Linked DNA regions of Macaca mulatta: region 1 is linked to region 2. Evidence: chromatin contacts called from public Hi-C data. All regions are on one chromosome and are shown on one strand. The core of a region is the stretch at or near the end of the contact, and the rest is flanking DNA. Distances in the headings are between cores, read along the strand shown. Region 1 holds the start of BTG1 (BTG anti-proliferation factor 1). Region 2 has its middle 250 kb from the start of DCN.

Region 1 (7,212 bases), core at 2,896-5,395, 590 kb after region 2:
AACAGCTACTGTACTCAGATATAGGTTCAGCTCAATTGTCTGGGGAAGGTTAAGGTTAAAGTCACAGGAAACAGCTGGTCTCAGAGTGATGTGTGTAAGCCTTTCAAAGAGAAACTTATCAACAGCTCCTCACAAGCCAGACATCACCTGAATTCTAAAACATTTTTATTAACTGTTTCCATCATTTTTAAAGATCGAAAAAGTCTGATGTCAAGATCTTCAAAAACAACTTTCCATTTGAAAAAAGGCTTTACGATAAAAAAAAAAAAAATGGTTGCGGTACTTAAGTTTCAAAGGAGTTACCAGGTGAAATGTAGTTGGTAAACAATAGTAGTCAGCACGGGGGTAAGACCCATTTAAAAACTACCCTACCGGGTGTTTTTATTGTAATTCAAGTTTGAAATACCGAGGAGCTTTTTCACAGAATAGATTTAAAATTAAAGCCATAACAATTGGCAAGGGTAGTCATGTGTTGTGGGTCTACGAATTCAAACTCTCGAGAATGGCGTGCCAATAATACCCACATTGTACTCTAAATACCTGCATATTCAGCGGCCTATTCCTGTGTTGCCTACAAAATCAGAATAATTTAATCCTGCATGTAGAAATAACTTCTTGAAGTTATTTGAGATACTGATTTCAAGTAATTACAGATTTTAATGCAGACTGCGAATTTCCAGTGTCAACATGTTTATACATATATAGCAAAAAAAGGCCACTACATGTTAACTGTGTACAGCAAAATTCAATTTTTCCACTTTCAATTTCCACTGAAGAACGCTGTTATCCTCTACAACGAAACAGCAAGTCCTTCTATTATATGGGGTAGTGGACTAACCTACACTACAGCATTATCAAGGTCCACTTAGGTTCTTAGGATTTATCTGAAATAAAAGTCTGAAAATGGGGAATCGAGAAAGCATTTCAACTTTTGAGAATAAAAGTTCATAAACATACCTTTTGTTGAATTCCAGCTTATGTGATTTTTATGTAAATCTTGCAGGTGATGAAAAGCAAAAAGCAACCAATCTCTCTGTAGTGTTTAGCCTGTTCTTTTAAGACTATGGGTCACCTGCCCCGGGAAATTTCTAAACAAGGAATCCATGGGGCAAAGTAATCGTTTTTTCAAAGGTGGGTCAGAATGGAACATTTCTATCTTCACTTCAACAGGGAAGCAATGAAATGTAATCCTTTTGAGTTATCACATTTTTGGTAGATGCTACCGTGGTCTCTTATCCTTATTTCATGAGATCCTTAGCCTGTGAATGTGTCCATGTTTTGACTTTAGAAATTTTTAAAGCATGTTATTCCTGTGTTGCCTCTAACACCTAAATATGTATACACAGAGCATCTTCATTCCTCAAATGTTTTTTCAGCATGACCAGTGTGCAACTGATATTCACAGTTTATAGAACCTGTCTTCTAAGAAAAAATACTTTTAGCTAAACCTCTATAATCATGACAAGAGATTGATTAAAATGCCAAGATAAGAAACAATTTATTATAGAGAGAAGAAAAATTTCTCATCCAAAATATAGAAATCTGTACAACTTTGCCACAATCAATATACATGAACTGTACAAATTTACACCAGTTCATAATTTACCAAATAAAAGATGACTAACAAAGTTCACAAAATAGATGGTGGTTTGTGGAAAAGACTTTTACCCAATTAAGTACAAGGAAAGTTACAAACCAGACCTCCACTTTCTAAAAATAAGAAGTTTACTCAGTCTTAGAAAACTACAAGCTAGCAAATGTACAGAGAGCTGGCTGGTGCTACCACCACAGTTGAGACAGTGTCTTTTTTAAGGGTCTTTTTTAAAGCCTGTTGCCATGGCAGATTCTGGTCACTTGCTACTTTCAAGGCCAAAAACACAATACAAGGTCTGACCATTTCCCCAGGTCATGCTTACTAGTTTGTCTTTATGTACATTTATACATAAGTGCTAGGTAAAAGTCTTGTAAAATTTCCAGTACTACCATGTTTAAAACGTTCAGCTTTCCTATTGAGCTGCCAAAAAGGTTAACAGTAACAATTTTCAAGTGTAATAGTGCAAATTCCTCTGCGAGATTTACTGCAGAGAAAGGTTCTTTGAAATACAGATTTTCTTTAAAGGGACTGATGTAAAAATTCAGGTGTGTCTGGGAGAAACTGAAACCACCCTAAGGACTTCCCTCCCTAGCAAATAAAGTGATCATTTACTTGGACTCACAGGCTATTAAAATTAATCATTGAAAGGTACTGTCCAAACTATGGCACTGTCACTTAAAAAATTTTTTTTTTACCATTCTATCTTGTGCCAGATCTTCACAGCTGTGACATGGTTTAAATTCCATAATCCATCCCCAAGAGGAGCCCACCCAAAGCAAAAATCAAATTTATCCATCATTATAAGATGATCCATCCACAGACTATATCTTAACCTGATACAGTCATCATATTGTAGTTTTTGGAAGGGCTCGTTCTGCCCAAGAGAAGTTCCTCCTTACAGCTGATTCGGCTGTCTACCATTTGCACGTTGGTGCTGTTTTGAGTGCTACCTCCTGCTGGTGAGGCTTCATACAGCACACAGATGGAGCCATCCTCTCCAATTCTGTAGGACACTTCGTAGGGGTCAACCCAGAGTGTGAGTTCACTTGGGAGAAGCCTGAACAGCTCCTGACTGCTCAGTCCAATCCGCTGTGCTGCCTGTCCAATCAGAGGATCCATTTTATGGTTGATGCGAATACAACGGTAACCCGATCCCTTGCATGGCTTTTCTGGGAACCAGTGATGTTTATAATGTTCTATAGAAAAAAAGAAGAACAGAGAAACAACAATTAGGATCGTTAGCTCCCAGTGTGATTTCCTCCTACCCCAGGATCCCTTGAGGAGCGAAAATGAAAACTATCAACTTTTTAAAATGTCCAGGATTGCATCCGTTGTTGTGTATGTGCGGGGATGGAGAAAAAGCGGGCAGGGTTTTAGAAATAACGCAGTAGTACGGGACAAAACAATCTCCAGGAACCAACTGGTTGAGCCGCCAAAACAGGAATCAGGCGCGCAGCCTCGGCCAGCCGGGAAGCCAGTGGCACCTATGGCCAGGCGAGAAACTGTTTACTTTCTCCACCCCACCCCAGATGCACACAATGGAGTTGGTGGCTTTGGAGATGAGAAGCGCCATCGGACTGTTAACCCCGAAGGGAAGAAAAACAAGCAACCCTAAACCACGCTCTGGGAAGGGCTGTAATTGTGCCGGTGACAAATCCGATGATTAATGGGCAGGAGCAGGAGGCGCGGGGAGACTGCACGTCCGTTCTGAGCTGGCTCCGGAGCAGTGGCGCGGCTTCCCACCCCGGGGCTGGGCCGCCGACCACGCAACGGTTGGAGAGGACTGAGGGAAGGGGGCGTCGAACCCACCCCAGCCCCGCGGCTCCTTTGTCCCCAAATCCGCCGACGGTCCACGGACCGCAGCTCCCGCCTCGGTGGGTTTAAGTTTCTTTGTTGTGCGTGTTTTCTTCTCCACTCCGTTTTGCCAACTGGGGGGAGGGGGCGCCCTCCGTCCAGCCCCCAAAGCCTCGCGGGGAGCCGCTGTTAGCGGCCACCCAGCGCGACCACACCGGTCCCGCGGTGGGGCCCAAGCGCGACCGGCCCCGGGGCGCTGCCGAGGTTCCCGCAGCCCCGACGGCCGGACTCTGACCCAGGGATGTGGGGCCCGCGTCCCTCCGACGCCCTCGCCCTGCTCACCTGCCAGCAGCTCCTGCAGGCTCTGGCTGAAGGTCTGCAGCTGTCGCTCGCTCGTGAGCCCCTTGGTACGGAGGAACTTGGAGATGAAGGACACGGCGGCGGCGATCTCGCCTATCATGGTGGCGGCCCGGGTGTAGAAGGGATGCATGGGGGCGGCGTGCGGGGACGGCCCGGGGCGGCCGGGGCTCGGCGGCGCGGCCCCGACGGCGGAGCGGCCACCCCGGGCTTCCTCACCGGGCAGAAGGCTGAGAGGAAGAGAGGGCGTGAGGGGCAGACGGCTACTTTTTTTTTTCTTTCTTTAGACTAAAAAAGTTATTTTCGAGACAGGAGGCGGCAGGAGAGAAGAACAGACGAGCGATGGCGGCCTGGTCACATCGCTCGGACCTCCCCAGCCGCCTCCGCCTCCAGCTCCCCAGCATCCGAATATCTCAAGAATCGCATTTCCAGCTCCAAGGGGCGAAGAGATGCAGGCGCCGTGCAGCACCCTTTATAGTGCCACGAAAAGGAAGTGGCGTAGCTGGAGCGTGACGGCCGACCCCAGCCAATCCGAATATCGCACCATTGTGACGCAAGCCGGTTCGGGGCCGAAAGGGGCGGGAAAAGAGTCCAGGAGGCGGGTCCAGAGACAGGGAAGAGAGGGAGGAGCTGACGTAATCCGCTTGTAAACAAATAAACCCGGAGTGGCGGCTGGAGACCCAGTTGCTGTGTCGAAGGACGGAGGGAAGCGAGGGTGCGCGTGTGAAAGCTCCGCCCCCAGCCCTAGCTCCGCCTTCCCGCTTCAGCAGGTCCAGGCTCTGCGCCAGTGCATCCTTCTGCAAGAGTGCGCTGCCTGGGCCCGCTTGCCCTGGAGTGTAAGTGCTGGATAAATAAGAGCCGCCTGGCGCAGGCTGTGTCTACTCTCGCGCCGCCTTCTCAGATCGGGCTGCATGTTCCCACTCCGTGTTTACATCTCGTTCCCGCTCCGGATCTCGGTGACTGGCTCCTCAAGCCGGAGGCGCGTGTGGTGCCGGGCGATGCGGGCTCCAGCGCTGTGTGTGCTGGCGGTGCGCTCCGCGAGTGCGGGGGAAAGTGGAGGGAACGGTCCCGCGGGGCGTTCAGTCCAGGGAAAAAGACTGCAGCCTCGGGGAGCCAGGGTCCCTCGCAAACGAGCTGCCAACGCCGCGGAGCCGTTTCTGCTCCACCCTAGGGGAAGAGTAGTGGGATATCTTTGTAAAAGTGTAATTGCAAAATAAGTAGGTTAGTAAGGCCATTTGTGGTTGCTGTTTCAGTAACTTCACCAGTCAATGAAGAGAAGAGTGGAAACCTTACTGGATGCGGACAGGAGAGCCAGTTACTGAAGGCAAATATAATAACGCAGATCCTGTAAAGAGTGGTCTGTATCCAAAAAAAAAAAAAAAAAAATCTGTACAATGTATTTTAAAATTTGTGTACACAAAACCAAAGATTTTTCTTTTTTACCTAGTCCAAATGCCCTCCTAGCCTGAGTCCTGCTCTTTATAAAAATAAAATAAAAAGAATTTGAAGCTTGTGAAAGTATTAAGTGTAGACATTTTAAGTTTATTTGAAACCCTACCAAAAAAAAAAAAAAAAACTTAGAAACCAGTGTAGCAGGAAGGCGGGAGCCTGCTAAAATGATTAGGCCTAGGACAGGGTTAACCCCAACTCCATTAAGGAGAAGGGGGAAAAGAGAAAAAAAAGATGAAGGGAGGCAGGCAGATGGAGAAAGCAAACAGGAGGCAGAAGTTGAACTCTACCAGATGGAAATAAATATCCCGACCTTAGTTGGTCATCAATATTGCAAAACACACCACTTTGAGTTTTTTTTTTTCTTTTTAATACTGAGCTAAAGGATATAGAAATGAAGCAAAAATATGACATTATAAAACAGGATAAAACGTTTTATTGTTTAAAAATATGTAAAACTCGATTTGAAAAAATAACTTCTAGATTTTTTCATTAGGACACATAACTAAATAGTTACGTGTGAAAAAATTAAAGATAGTGGGTTTTTTCTTCTAGAACTTTTCAGATAGAACTATGCTTAAAAATAATAACAATTTCACTGAAGGCATGAAACCTCTTTTACAACTCAAAAAGAAGATAGAGAAGCAAAAGAAAATTCATGAAATTACTGTAACATTAGAATAAGAACTCCTGGTCTCCCACCTAACCTGACCCATCCTTAGTTCCCTGCGTTCACTTACATTGTCGTTCATGTGTCACTGAGTACAAATTAGAAGTCAAGTAAAAGTTTTTCTCTTCCAAACCTGGTCTCCAACTTGGCCTCTCGGTCATGTGCTTAAATTGACTCATCTAAAACACAGAAATATTAAATCAACAAAATGCTAGGATTGGACTCAGACTTCCCCCAAGCCCTTGTTCTCCACACTATTTTTAACTGCCTGCACTAGCAGCAGCAGGACCCCTTCTGAAAGCCTTATAAAACCAGTTGAACAGGGTTAACAGAAAGTTTAATCCACAGACTCAGGGAGAGTTACTTCCCGCCCTGAGTTTTTTTTTATTGTATATGTGTGTTTCCCACCTTAAATCATCCCATTAGGAGACAAATTGATTTGAGAAACTATAGCAATTTTTAACCTGGGAAATCTAGAGAGTACTCAGGAAAAAAAACTGGAAATAAACATTAGTCTTAAACACAAGTCTTAGATGGTGCAGAATGTTAATTGCTAATAGTTTTCAATTCCTGACATATATACGTTTAGTCACATTTTCTGGAAGTTTTGTCAGGCCCTTCCCATCTGGGAAACAAGCAGGTATTTCTTGACACTTTTTGAATTATAAAGGTGCTTTCTGTGTTATGCTAAGTTTACCAAGGCTCTCCCAAGTACTGTGTTATTATCATGCAATTTGATAGTAATTTATGAAATTTTTTTTTTTTTTTTTTTTTGAGACACAGTCTCACTCAGTCACCCAGGCTGGAGTGCAGTGGCACGATCTTAGCTCACTGCAGCCACCGACTCCCGGGTTCAAGTGATTCTCCTGCCTTAGCCTCCTGAGTAGCTGAGATTACAGGCATGCACCACCACACCTGGTTAAATTTTGTATTTTTAGCAGAGATGGTGTTTCACCATGTTGGCCAGACTGGTCTCAAACTCCTGATCTCAGGTGAGCCACCCGCCTCGGCCTCCCAAAGTTTAGGGATTACAGGCGTGGGCCACCACGCCAGGCCTGTCTAATTAATTTCTAAAACTTAGAACATTTCTAATCAAAGTATTAAAAATCTTAGGAATGCTGTCAAAACAAATTCAAAAAAATGAGCCTGGGTTTTAAAATAAGTCGACAAATAAAAGCACAACTATTAGATATTGTTTCCCCAGTTGGACCCGCCCTTTCCCTGAAGGCACATTCAGGGCCAGGGCCTTCCAGACCAAGCCAGAGGCAACCTGCCTGTTGCTAGTCAGCTAGCTGCAGTCACTAAAGTTGTGCCTATTATGCACCAACTTCCAGATAGAGTGCTAGGT
Region 2 (6,403 bases), core at 546-3,045:
AACTTTGGCATCCATAAATGTCCTTTTGTTGGGAGGAGGACTCCTATCATACACCTACCAACTCAAGCTCAGTTTGATTTAACCAATGCTTACTGAACTTTTCCTGTTTGTAATGTACTTTGCATAACACAAAGTTGAAGGAAAATAAGATGCTTGTCCTAAAGGAATTTGCAGTCTGGTGAAGAAGAAAGACTAGAACATAAATAACAGTAATGCAAAACCTGAAATGATTAATCAGCTCACAAGAGTCATAAACAAAAATCTCTGACTGTACTGAGAAGGCAATTAATTTAAATCAGGTAATTGAAGAATACTTCCAACCAGCATTGAGTCGTAGTCTACCAGCAAAGAGAATATTAACAACTCTCTGGGCATTTCTTTTGCTCTCTGGGTAATTTGGAGTTGGGGTGCAGAGGATTATTCTGGTTCTTCAACTCCTGCATAACAGCATTTGTGTGCTTTGGAGAGTCCAGAGCTTAAATGTAGTTTTTTGCTAAAGGATTCTTCTCATACATCTTCACTTACTGTTAGATGTCCCCCTTGCTCCCATCTCACCCCATCCATCAGTTGTTATCTGCTTTTCTAAAGCTTATGCAGTTCAGAATCTAGGTCAGTCTTTCCCTTGCCATCTTGTCTTCTGGTGGTTGTGGTAGTATGGGTTTGTTCCTCTCTGTATTTTTTTTTGTGTGTGTTTCCATTAGCTCTTTTTTCAGCCCCACCTGAAAAATTGATTTCAAATTTTGAAGAAGTTGGTGCTTGGCATTTTCTGCTAACTACGCTTTGGTCAAAAGCCTTTGGAAAATGAAATGGTCACATGACAGAAAAGGAACACGAGATTTCCTTTAAAAATGTGAAAACCTTAAGTGTATATTACAAAGTGAAAGAAGTCAATCTGAAAAGGCTACATATTGTATGATTCCAACTCTACGGCATTCTGGAAAGACAAAACCATGGAGACAGTAAAATAAAAAAAATAAAAAAAATAAAAAAAATCAGTGCTTGCCACAGGTTAGGGTGGGGAGGGTGGAATGAATACACAGAATACAATGTTTAGGGCTGTGAGACTATTCTTTATAACGCTATAAGGATAGAAACGTCATACATTTGTCCAAACCCATAAAATGTGCACCAAGCTTGAACCCTAATGTAAACTATGGACTTTGGGTGATAATGATGTATTAATGCAGGCTCACCAATTGTAACAAATGTAATACTCTGGTGGGGGATGTTGATGGTTCAGGAGACTGTAAGTGAATGGGGTATAAGGGAACTCTGTACTTTCTACTCAATTTTGTTATGAAACTAAAAGTGCTCTAAAAAATAAAGTCTGTTCAAGAAGCTAAAAAATTAGTATGCACTGTTCTCTCTGCCCCACTTCTCACAAATTAGTGATTGCTCTCATACTCAGTCACAGTACTGTCTTCTGATTGTGTATGAGTCTCTGTTGTCTGTCAACCTTGGTGAGTGAAATTCTTTCACTTGGCAGAACATAAGTGGTAAGGAAAATCTTTGACTATCTTAGTCCACATGAAAAAAAAAAAAAAAGATTCACTTGATTTTGCTTCCTGCAATAAGTATTGTGCCTTGATGTATACTTCAAAGAGACATGGCACAGATAGAGAAAGGGCAAAAAGAAAGAAAAAAAATCAATATGGGAAAATATCATTTCTGATTGCTGTGAACCATTTCAATGTTCCCTATTTGTTTTATCACTCAAAGAAAGGCTCTGATGGTATACAGGCTTATTTAGCACCATAGAAAATGTGTGTTTATGATGCCGAGAGAAGACAGTCTGTCCTGGCCAGTCACCATGGTAACCTCTAAAAGCAAAGATTATGTCTGATTAGGTTGCCCTTCTCAGGAGGAAGTGACCAGAAAAAATCTTTTGAAAAGTTTAAAATGAAAGGTAGGAAGATACTGGTACTAATTTTGCACAGCTGTTCTCCTCCCTGACTCCCTTAATAAGAGTGACTCATGCTATTTTCTAGAACCTTTTTTTCAATCCCATAGAGAGCTTCCAAAGACATCCTCCCCTTGTTGAAAATGTACCTCAGCTCAGTCCTTTGTGGTTATTGTTACCACAGCGCGTAATCAGAATTCCTGATACCTTTGTGATTGCCTGTAAAGAGATTAATGAATGTTCCAAAAGAAACAATTAAGGAAATAAAAGAAGTGAAACGTAATCTGCTCTGAAGAAGTTGTGAAAGGAAGCAAAAACTCAATCATGCCCTTCCTTCAGTGATTTGGAAGGCAGGCAAACGTCAGCAAGGCGGAAGTATTGAAGAAAGCGGAAGACTACTTAATGTACTTAATGTTAGAGTTGTTTTGTGGAAGTTATTAGTGCTCTTTGTATTAAAAATAATCCTTTTTGAGCAAGATTTGGTATTTTTCTCAAGTTTCTACAGCTAATACTAGTGCCTTTAAAGTACGGGGTACATCAGTTATTTTGCTTTCTATTTCATTTTTTACACAATGTAATAAGTGAAATTATTGGGCAGTTGCTAACATAAAGAGAAGTATCAAGTAGAGGAAATGATAGGTTTACTCCTACTTAACTGAGATGATATATTCTTACTGGACTGATAGAATATTCTGGACTGGCAAGCTTAGAGATAATTTATATAAAGTCTGCAAAATATTTGTAAACATTTTGGTGTTTAATAAACCTAAAAAATGGGTAGCATTAAATGTCACTGTAATCATTTACATGGTAAATGTGATTATTTATTCAATATATTGCAAAAAAAATCTGCATTTGAGCAAAAGATAAGAGTCATTCTTTTCTCTCTTTGTATTGAAAGTAAATAGTTTTTAAAATTATACATGATTATTATAATAAATCCGTGGGAAATGTGGTAATATAAAATCAAAACTGCACAACCCCTTTGCCTACAGGTAGATTTCCACATGTGTACATGAAATGTGTTAGATGATTGAAGCAAAAGATACAAAGCTCTCTAAATGCACTCTGTGGGCACCAGGTTTAAAAATTATGATGTATCCATATGATGTAACACAATGTTGTTTTCAAAAAGAGTGAGAATGTGCTATATAGGCCAAAAAGGAATATTCTCCAAATACCTTAAATGATGATGCAGCAAATACATAGTGTTTATGATGTGTCAGATATATTCTAAATGCGTTTTGTGTAGCAACTAATTTGATCCTCAAGACAACTCCATTAAGTAAATACCCTTATAAGTCCTGTATTATAGAAGACTAAAGAGAAGCACAGGAAAGTTAGGTAACCTGACCAAGGTAACACAGCTAGTAAAGGATAATGACAGGTTTTGATCCTACAGTCTGACTTCAGAGTCTGCTGAGCAATACTGTAAAGCAACTGTCAGAGTAGTGCATGTAATATATTGCTAGTGTATGGTTAAAAGAATATATATATGCATACACACATACATATAAATACATACATATATATACAGTTGATCCTCATTATTCATGGGTTCTTCTACTTGCTAAAATATATTTGTATTAATAACTCCAAAATCAATACTTGCAGAACTTTCTAGGTTAAAGAAGGCAATGCTCTGCCTTCTTATTTCAGCTTCCATAGTATAAACAAGTGTCCTTTTCATGGTCTATTTAGTGCCAAATGCGTCTAATTTTGGGGCTTTTTTGCTAGTGATTTTACTGTTTAAAATTTCCCCCAAGCATAGTGCCGAAGTGCTGTCTACTGTTCCTAAGCACAAGAAGGCTGTGATGTGCCTTATCGTGAAAACATGTGTGATAAACTTTGGGTATGAGCTACAGTGGCTGTGAGTTTAACGTTAATGAATCATAAATAAGATGCCTTCAAACACAAACACACACACAACAAGATTACGTATGGATCAGATGATGACACTGTTGTGACCAAAGGCTTTCAGAAACCTACCTCTGTATTTCCCATTGGGGCAATGGTACAGTAGTGACTAATTCAGTGTTCATGAAGACTATAGAACACACCTACTGAAAACAAACAATACATATATTTTATATATATATATATATATATATATATGTACATATTGCCTAGCAAAATCTTACAAAAGTGATGAACTATAAACTGTGGATGTCTTTGAGAGGGAAATTAAGGTACTGGAGTTCAGAAATGAAAGATATAGTTTCCACCTTAAGAAATTTTACCATGTATATTCTTTATGAAAATATTTTTATGTAAACTGTACAGAGAAAGAAAAAGTTTTCCAAACTTCTGCCTAATCCCAACTTCTTGCAAATAGTTTCATAAATAATTTTTAGGCTTTTAAAATACAAATGGAAATATATTATTATATTCTATAACATCTTTCTTTTTTAAACTTTATGTGCTGAACTTCTTTCCAAGTCAAAACATAAAGAACTACCTATTTCTCCCTTTCTATGTCCCACCAAAAAGAAATAAAGCCCCACAGTCCCACCCTGAGAACAGAATCATGAATTTCTTTTTCCAGACTGTCCACCTACAACTTGCATTTCTACAAGAGTCCTGTAACAACATTTCGAAGATAAAATCATGCCATGACTCTGAAATTGGAAGTACAGAACATATAAGAAAATAAATCAAGAAATGAGGGGAATCTCCTGAAAGGTTTTGCTAATGTTTATATTTTCACTTCTTAGCTCCAACCAGAGAATTGTTATAACAATGGAAAAGAAAATAATTTACTCCAAGTCAATCACACATTAGGCATTTTCTAGATTTTATCTGGTCTTCATACTACTAGAAGGTGATATAATTATTCCTATTTACTGATAGAGAAAATAGGCTCTGAATGATTAGGCAGCTTTTGCAAATCAAACCATGTCTCTTGAAAGCAGGATAAGGAGCCCTTTCCTATGCTCATCTTCAGGTGAATGTCTATGAATATGTTAATTCTAATATTTGACTGTCGTATCTGCAGGTTACTGGACCAGTTTTTATTGTGATACTTAATTTATACAACATTAAATGGCCTCCAGTGTCCTCAAAGGCTGCCTAGCAGACGTAATGTGAATATCCCAGAACATGCTAATCAGACTTTTAGAGTCACAAATACACACCACTCATTGTATTAGAAACTGAAACTCTAACTTTTTCAGTACTGCTCTTCACCAGGGTTAAGATTTTGATTTTGCTGTTTAAAAAAAACAAAAACAAAACAAAACAAAAATGACCTCCTTAAGATATTGACACCTTGGCTTAAAGGAAAAAAGTGCTGCAAACTTGGAGCTACTTAAGATAATGGCTTCTAGAACCGAGTTAAGCTGAATACAAATGAAGTCAAGGAACTGTTCTCAGGATCCTGCTGTATTTAAATTAGACCTACTGGCATATTTAATGTTTGAATTGTAATACTCACTGATGTCCTCTAGAGGGAGAATGAAGCAAGAATAGGCAAATTATTTATTTTAAAAACTGGGTGAATTTGAGTAATCCTGAAAATGGTCCCTTAACGGAAAGAAGTCATTTAACCAAATCTGTCATAAACAAACCATAGACTGGTTAATTTTATTGTGGTATATTTTCTAAGTAGCTGAATTAGCTTCTATAATAAAGACCCTATTTTTAGTTTTCTATTAATTTTGAATTAGAAAAAAAGCTACATGCACACACCTACAAAATTTCACCCACTTTACTACTTACACATTACAAAAATGTCTATATTGTAGCACAGATAATAACCTGCTTAAAACAGTTTCTAAAAACTGTGCATTTCATTCTTAGTATTCATAAAATAAACACAATGCCCATCTACCCAAATATAGTGTGACACAGCCTAAGAAAAGGAGGCATTCTGCAAAGCAAACGACCAAACGCTACATAAAATACTTCATAAGGTTAAATATCAGAATAATTATTCCTCTTCCCGTCACAATTTTCTTAGGATGGTCAATGTTCTGCTAAAATGACCCAATCTTTTAAAGTTTGGAGACCTAGAGAAAAAGTACCAAAATAAGTGCTTATGTGCATTCTATAAGAGCTGAAATCCAGGTAGCTTCACTGTTATTACAGAATCTGAAGAAATAAACATCCCACGGAGATGAGATCACTATCTCCAGAAATAAAGGTTTCCAAAAGAAAAACAATTGTGAAAGGAAATTATCCTCTTTACTAACAATATGGTGATCAGCCATTCCCGCTTTCTCCTGATGATGAGGTGATGTCACCGGTCAGAAGCACTGGCCTATTTTCTGTACTGCCTATGGTGGGTTGGATTGGATGAAAATAAACATCTTACATAACAGGCCGGCTGTGCTCTCTGTCTCTCTTTTTTTTTTTTTTTTCCAAAGAGATTTTCCCAGCATGAATTCAGTGTGTACAATTAACACTGGCCAAATTTCAGCTGAAAAATCTGTTAGGTTTATAAGCAGATTAACAAATACAGCTTATGTATTCTGCCTCCCATTCCTCTACCAGCCCAGCTCCTTT

The links. A called contact is a pair of places that touch in the nucleus more often than the background predicts.
Region 1: a Hi-C map of CD4 T cells shows a contact between it and region 2, with 9 times the contacts expected there. The contact joins the promoter of BTG1 here to the enhancer-like site in region 2. A contact is called at or near these places in 5 of 14 Hi-C or Micro-C datasets (CD4 T cells, fetal cortex germinal zone, fetal cortical plate and 2 more).

What each region holds. Positions count from the first base shown.
Region 1 is chr11:99,467,569-99,474,780 of T2T-MMU8v2.0, forward strand. BTG1 (BTG anti-proliferation factor 1) reads right to left here and starts at 4,146. Exons shown (of 2, transcript NM_001266672.1): 1 at 3,731-4,146; 2 at 1,480-2,790. The coding sequence starts at 3,878. The coding sequence ends at 2,423. LOC144332708 reads right to left here and starts at 6,762. Exons shown (of 2, transcript XM_077953222.1): 1 at 5,935-6,762; 2 at 4,241-4,912. The coding sequence starts at 6,043. The coding sequence ends at 4,674.
Region 2 is chr11:98,878,871-98,885,273 of T2T-MMU8v2.0, forward strand. No RefSeq gene overlaps it. Among named protein-coding and RNA genes, the nearest start is that of DCN, 250 kb to the left of the region's middle. Within about 2 kb of position 1,796, at least 10 of the 40 cell types and tissues checked have an H3K27ac peak or open chromatin away from gene starts, as enhancers often do. A contact at or near this core is called in CD4 T cells, where this site is marked.